Linked DNA regions of Mus musculus: region 2 is linked to region 1. The links are chromatin contacts, called in public HiChIP or PLAC-seq maps. All regions are on one chromosome and are shown on one strand. The core of a region is the stretch at or near the end of the contact, and the rest is flanking DNA. Distances in the headings are between cores, read along the strand shown.

The links. HiChIP or PLAC-seq counts read pairs in DNA pulled down with a chosen protein or histone mark.
Region 2: an H3K27ac HiChIP or PLAC-seq map of embryonic stem cells shows a contact between it and region 1, with 10 read pairs. The contact joins the promoter of Rala here to the enhancer-like site in region 1. A contact is called at or near these places in 1 of 15 datasets of contacts at CTCF or cohesin (embryonic stem cells), 14 of 484 Hi-C or Micro-C datasets (the HL-1 cell line, Sertoli cells, bone marrow-derived macrophages and 5 more), 21 of 115 datasets of contacts at active chromatin or transcription factors (CD8 T cells, the SCID.adh cell line, astrocytes and 7 more) and 3 of 9 other capture datasets (adipose tissue, liver and pancreatic islet).

Annotation. Positions count from the first base shown.
Region 1 is chr13:17,841,224-17,844,516 of GRCm38.p6, forward strand. No RefSeq gene overlaps it. Among named protein-coding and RNA genes, the nearest start is that of Gm24018, 33 kb to the left of the region's middle. Within about 2 kb of position 1,703, at least 8 of the 459 cell types and tissues checked have an H3K27ac peak or open chromatin away from gene starts, as enhancers often do. A contact at or near this core is called in Sertoli cells and embryonic stem cells, where this site is marked.
Region 2 is chr13:17,942,554-17,945,846 of GRCm38.p6, forward strand. It overlaps Rala (v-ral simian leukemia viral oncogene A (ras related)), which reads right to left and starts at 1,664. Exons shown (of 5, transcript NM_019491.5): 1 at 1,464-1,664.

The DNA.
Region 1 (3,293 bases), core at 453-2,952:
TCTCCTATCCAGGCTGAGATTTGGTCTGGTTTGAACTGGGAGGAAGGTTTAGAGAAAGAGTAAAAAAGCCCAAAATACCAGAAAGAGTATGTTTCCGTTTGGGGTAGCATCTGAAAGCAAGAGGAAACAGAAAAGGCAAAACCTGCATCTTTCTGAGTCAGATGGGCAGAGCCAGTAAATCATGGCAGCCTTTGGGGACTGCACTGGCTGATGGGAATTCTGGGAAGGGAAAGGCTGGATCCCAATAAAGGGATAATTGGTCTTATTTCTTTAGCATGGTCTAAGGTGAGCTGGCCTTCCTAAAGGTGGCACCTATCACCTCCCTGGGGTTCCTTGGCTAGATAATTCATGAGCCCATCTGGAATGTTAGCTCTCCACCCAGGTCAGAGAGTTCTTTCTTTTTACTAGAAGGAAAGCTTTTAATGGCTTCAATGCCACTGTAGCACAAAGACCTCTTGCCAGACCATATCCAAGGGCAAAGTGTATCCAGAGGCAAATGCATTTGATTTCTCCTGGCATTAAGCCTAAAAACATCCTCGTTATAAGAACTTGTTTTAATTTCTTAAAATTGGCTTTTTTATTTTCCATTCTGCAGAGAACACAAATATTAAAAAAAAAAAAACACCAAAACCCAAAACCACTCATTTAAATCAGTTTCTTTCTATTCTACTTAACAATTAGATCAATATTAAGCAAGGAACCGCAGTTTTCCATTGTGAAGGAAGGTTGAAGTATGTGGGAAGGTGGAATGAGCCATCAGAAATGACAACAAAACCCCTGAGGCCCAGTCTAGCTATGAAGCCTAAGCCAAGTCACTTAACACTGGATTGTTCAAGAAGCCTTCAAATGTTAGTGAGATGGTTACTGCTTGCCTCAGAGTGGCGATCTAGGAGTCTTCGTGAGAACACTGACAACTTTGTAAAGGAAACTCAGCCTTCACAGGTACACACCATCTGCTGGCATCCCTAGCATAACGACAGATGTCCCTTCAGGTGTGTAGGGAGAGCTTGTTCTCCTGGCGAGCACGCTTTGTCAGCACCAGGCAAACACAAAGTGATTTCTTTAAATAAATAAATAAATAAATAAATAAATAAATAAATAAATAAATAAATATATAAATAGATTAAAAAAAATCTTGTCCAAACTATGGAGCCAACGCTTCTAAAAAAAGGAAAAGGAGAGGCAAAATAGACTGGATTTCACACTGGGAGGTGAATGATGGGCTGGCTAGTTTTCCAGAAAGTTCCTTGCCCTAAAATAAATAGCAATTGTGTCTTGGAATTCATGTTTGCCAGTAGTCAATATCTATAACTGGATTACAATGTGGAAGAATTTGAAGTAAAGAAGAAACAGAACAGGATAAAATAATTCCCCAGTGTAGAACTCTGGTGAGCCTTAGCTTACCGTTGACCCCTTGAGCGAACCATGTGGAGCTGGGAATCAATAGAAAAAGCAAGATAAATTTATTGTTCCAGTGCACTGAGGTCATCTCAGAATGGAAAGAGAGGCGGTGACCCCTGGTGGTCCATTCTATGAGTTTTTATATGGTTTCCAGGGGCGGAATAGAGCATCAGGAACTAGGCACAATATGATTGGCAAAATAGCACCTTTTAAACTAATTGGTCTTTAGGGAACGAGGTAGTAGGGGCTTACTCAGCCTCTCCCTTCTGGCCTACATGCTCTCTGACCTGTCTCTTCCAGGAGGGGCGGAGTCCAGTGGAATTTTCCAAGGGCTCTGAGCTGACCTCTTGACCCGTTCTTCTGAGAGCTAGTGGGCTTTTTTTCACTTGCTCTTCAGCTTTTTACATTCTCATTACAATGAGAATAATGCTTTATTCTCTTAGCAGAGCTGAGTATTGAGCCACTTGCTTACTTTTCAACTGTGACTAAAGGAGAAAGACTTTTGATAAAGGGTCTCCATGTTGAAAAACTTTGTCATCAGGTCATTTTTAAAAACTGTATACTGTTTTGTAAAAATCAAATAATGTTTCCAGTTGTTTTCCACAACTTAGTCTAGAACATGCACAAAACCTTCACAAGTTCAAGCCATAGAGGATCCTATCACTGATAGGGGAAGTGGACACCACATACCACCCCTAACCACTTGCAATTGATACTAACTGGGTGTGGTGATTTGAGTAGGTATGGCACCCATAGATTCATGTGTTTGAATGCTTGGCCCACAGAGAGTGGCACTATTAGGAGGTGAGGCCTTGTTGGAGTGTGTGTGGGCTTGCTGGAGGAAGTGTGTCATTGTGGGGGTGTGCTTTGTGGTCTTTTATGCTCAAGCTAGACCTATTGTCAGCCTCCTTGTGCTGCCTGTGGATCAAGATATAGAACTCTCAGCTCCTTCCTCTCCATGACAATAATGCACTAAGCCTCTGAAACTGTAAACCAGCCCCAATTGAATGTTTTCCTTTATAAGAGTTGTCATGGGCATGGTGTCCGAAGGAACTCGGCCAGTTTGAGCATGTATGTGTATGGGGGCAGGGGGATGGGGGCATGGTTCTGGCAGGCCTCGCCCTTCTCTCTTATTCCCTGTGACTTGCTAATAATCATTTTAGATTACATTCTTAAGAGCTAGCTCCCAAGGTCTATTGCCTTATTTGGTCACTTCTACCCCCTAAGGCTGACTTCCAAGGTCTAGCTATCAAAGTACTTGAAGTCCGGCAATCAAAAGCCCCTTTTGGGGAAGGGGGGAAAGGAGGAGGAGTTGGGGGAGCTGATAGGGAGGTGGGCAGTGAAAGGGACATAAAAGTAAATAAGTAAAAAAGGAATTTTTTTTTATGTACACAAATACAACATCCACACCTTGGTTCCACTAATTAACATGCCCAATTAAAATTAAACACCTCATCCTAACACAGCGTATTCCTTTTACCTTTATAAACTCCCATTCGCCTATAGGCCATGTCTGTCTCCTCTCTATCCTGAGGCAGTCCTTTGTCCTACTCTAGGACAAATAGCCCTGCCCCCTCTTCTTTGTTCCCTTCCCCTTCTCCCTCTATCTCCTGTCTTTGTCCCTTATTCCCGGCCCTTTGTCTCTCTGGGGCAAATAAATCTCCTTTGTGCTGAGAAGTTGGTCTTTGGGTTCTGAGCCCATACCAATCCTTATGCTTCTCAGTTCTCTTTGACCCTCAATCCAATACCCAAAAGGAGATCTATTCATAAACACACTGACAGATAAAAACAATAAAATGACTTACTTGATTTTGGAAGTTGACAAGTTCCAAAACTACAGTAGATGATATGGAAATTCAGAAGATGATCCAGTGATGTGTTTCTTCCTGAAT
Region 2 (3,293 bases), core at 414-2,913, 100 kb after region 1:
CATCAACTCCTAACTTCCTCTTTTTAAAGGCTGGGTACAGTTATCACAACCCCAAGAATATACTTGCAATCTTTTGCCAGTAAATCTCTTCCTTCTAACTCTGGATATACTCTAGAAATAAACATGAAACAATAAAATATAAATGAGTATTCGTCTAATCACAGTCCCTAAATATTTTTAACCTTTTCCAGGTCAGAATAGTGAAAATGAAATTCTTCCTGAATTTTTCCTTGATCTCCTGGAGAACAAAAAAGACAATGCAAAATTTTCATGTTCCAAGAATCCCAAAGTAACAAAACTGTGCTCTTAACAAAATTGTTTGGAGGCCTTGCTAGAGATGGAATCTAGTACCTTTTGCTTGGTATGCAAGTACCAGCCACAGTCAATCGCTTCTGGAAAGTGACTTTTCCATCAACTGTACACATTCACATCCATTCAGTGAAGAAATGTGGGGAGTTCTGAGCACTTTACGTGGTAACAGAGAAGATGAAAAGGCTCCTCCTCTGAAAACAACTGAGCCGTAGAAACATCTTAAGGGTCACAGGAGTCATTTATAAGAATATTGTATCAACAGATACAAACAGCATAGGTAATAGTACATATTAACAAGCATAAGCCAAAGGGAATGCCTTCTACACTGTGAGTAATAAATCTGTTAGTCAATTTTGGGAACGTGATTAAAGCTGTAATTTATTTACAGGAAAAGAATTTACAGAAATAAAGGTTCTCCCGGCACACGTACCCAAACTGTTTGTAAATTGTGTGCTTCCTGGCTTGACAGGTAGGGCGTGGCACCAGAGTTCTCACAGTAGCTCAAAGACACTCAGATGAGCTCTCACAAGTCTGGACGTTCTGGTTTCCATGCAAAGGCCAGTAAATTCTTTAATTCCTCCTAAGTCTCCCGACAACACAACCACCTCAGCGCCACCACGCCCGCCCACTCCAACACACGAATGCCCAAGTAAAGCACACAAATCGTATCTTCTACTCCTTGACATCTTTCAGGCACCGAACGCGGAAGATACCCCCATCACACAATGCCTACATTCCCTTCCTCTTCTAAAGGCTAAACCTGTACTAGAAGAGCCTTCGAGCATTCAGCTGGACGCGTCTAAAGACTTTAGTCTGAAAACGCCATTCCTTCCAAACACTGGCAGAGAAGCTCGAAAAGCAGCCGCTCTGTACCGGCAGAGTGGCTTGAAAGCGAGGGAGGTCGGGGTGGAGTGCGGCGCAGGGACTGCGGCGGCGGCGGCGGCGGCCCCAGGTCGCGGGCACCGCCCGGGCACAGCCCTGGGAGCCACCGGCGCTATACAGGTGACCTTCCGGAGACGCCGCCCGCTGTCGGGGCGCAGTCGGGTCCCAGCCCAGGCGGCAGGCGGGACGTGCAATCTCGGCGGCCGCGGGCCCGGCCCGTCGGACACACCCCCGCCGCGGCCCGGCCTCCCCGGCCGGCGAGCTCTCACCTGCACCGCGAGCCGCTCGACCCGCGGGCTCTTGGGCCTCGGCTGCGCCGATCGGACCGCGCTCGGAGTTCCGCGCGGGGCGCGGCAAGAGGAGTCCGGAGGGCGGCGGCAGCGGCGGCGGCCTGGGCGGCGGCGGAGGAGGAGGACTCCGGCGCTCCGCTCTAGGGAGACCCACCCTCCTCCCGGCCGCTCTGCAGCAGCCGCCGCAGATCACTTCCGGGGCGCGGGCCAGCGGGGCGGGGCGCCAGGCCGCACTTCCTGGCCGTGGGGCCGAGTACTCCATGGCGACTGCGAACAAAGGCTCTACGGGCGCGGGGGAGGCGCAGTGGTACAGCCTCCCGGTGGACCCACGGCGAGTCCCCGGGTTCGCGAGGCGTAGCCCGCCCCCCCCCCCCAAGGCCGTGCCGGGATTCCCGTGTCGCGGTGTTTTCGTCTTCCCCGGACATGGAGGGGTTCCTGGAGAAAGAAGGGGAGGGGGAGGCCGCCATCTTGCTTCTGGGGGCTGCTAGGTTCTCTTGCAAGAGTTTTCCAGTGTGTAGCCTGCAACGTGGTTTGTCGCAGATCAAGTCCGAGTTGGTGGATTGGTCGCTTGTCCTGGTTGGAGGGTCTCGGTAGCTGACCGAGTGGAGAACTGGCCTCAGCATATGGGCTTCGGGTTCCTTTTGGAGTAGACCCTTCGACACTAGATTTGGCACTGAGATAAGGCGACGGCTCCGTAACACACTAATGTCTTAAATTAGTAGTTAAACTGAATCGGTTGTTTTCTTTAAAACTGCCCACAAGTTCGAGATAGTTTGCCTAGTGTCTGTTAGCGGCCACACGTTCTTCCCTGGACTTTAAAATTCTCATTTCCTTTGGCCCCAAATGAAGAACCAACGGCTTGGTTGGTTGGCATGACTACTTAAAGGAATGAATGTACACTCAATCAAGTTTGCAGTCTAGAAACCTAGTACTTGGCGTTTGGAAGTATGAATGGAGGGAAGACTTGATAACTTTACTAACAATAGGTTAGAGTTTTAAACTTAAGTATGATCTTTTTTCCAGTACAAAAAGACGATGGTAAATGTGGATCCAAATAAAGGGAGTCCCCGCAGAACAGGGATCAGTGGTTCATGGAGAAGGCTGAGTGCCACTTATCTGTCTTAAAAGTTCTACAAGAGCTGATGAGAAAGATGAGGCTACAGAAGGAGACAGGAGTCAAGTCATGGCTGGCTTTTGTGTCTATTAAATTCTGGAAGTAGAATGGCTGGATACATCAAATTTTAAGCAGTTTATAAATGGAGGACCGATTAATGGGGGAGTTGGGCAGTATAGCAAACATAGAGTAGACAGTGAACTATTGCAGAAGAGGAAAGAGAAAGGTATTTTTAATAGTGCCAGTAACCAACCAAAAGATGATTCCCAGATGATGAAGCCATATAAGCATCATAAGCCAAATAAGAATTGTTTGCTGGGCAGCTGGAGGGTAAGAGAATTGGAAGTCAATGTTTTGTTTTTGGAAAGATGCAGGATAAAAGTGTACTTTGTGTATGTGGTTTTGTCCTGGCCATGTAACTGGGGGGTGACCTTGAACTTCAGACTCACCTAACTCCATCTCCCAAGTGCTGGTAATAGAGACTTGCACCATCAAGTCTGGTTTTGCTGGGGCTAGAACCCTGAGTTTCATACCTAGCCACCAAACACTCTTGCTCCTAGAGCTATAGCTCGATTGCGGAAAGGTGTACTTTACTGAAGAGGCGAAGAAGGATGGACATAGGTTACAGGAAAAGGGTTTCTTTAGTCTGAAGTGAAATGGTGTTATCTAGTGGTAGTTGCTGTGTGCTGGGTTCC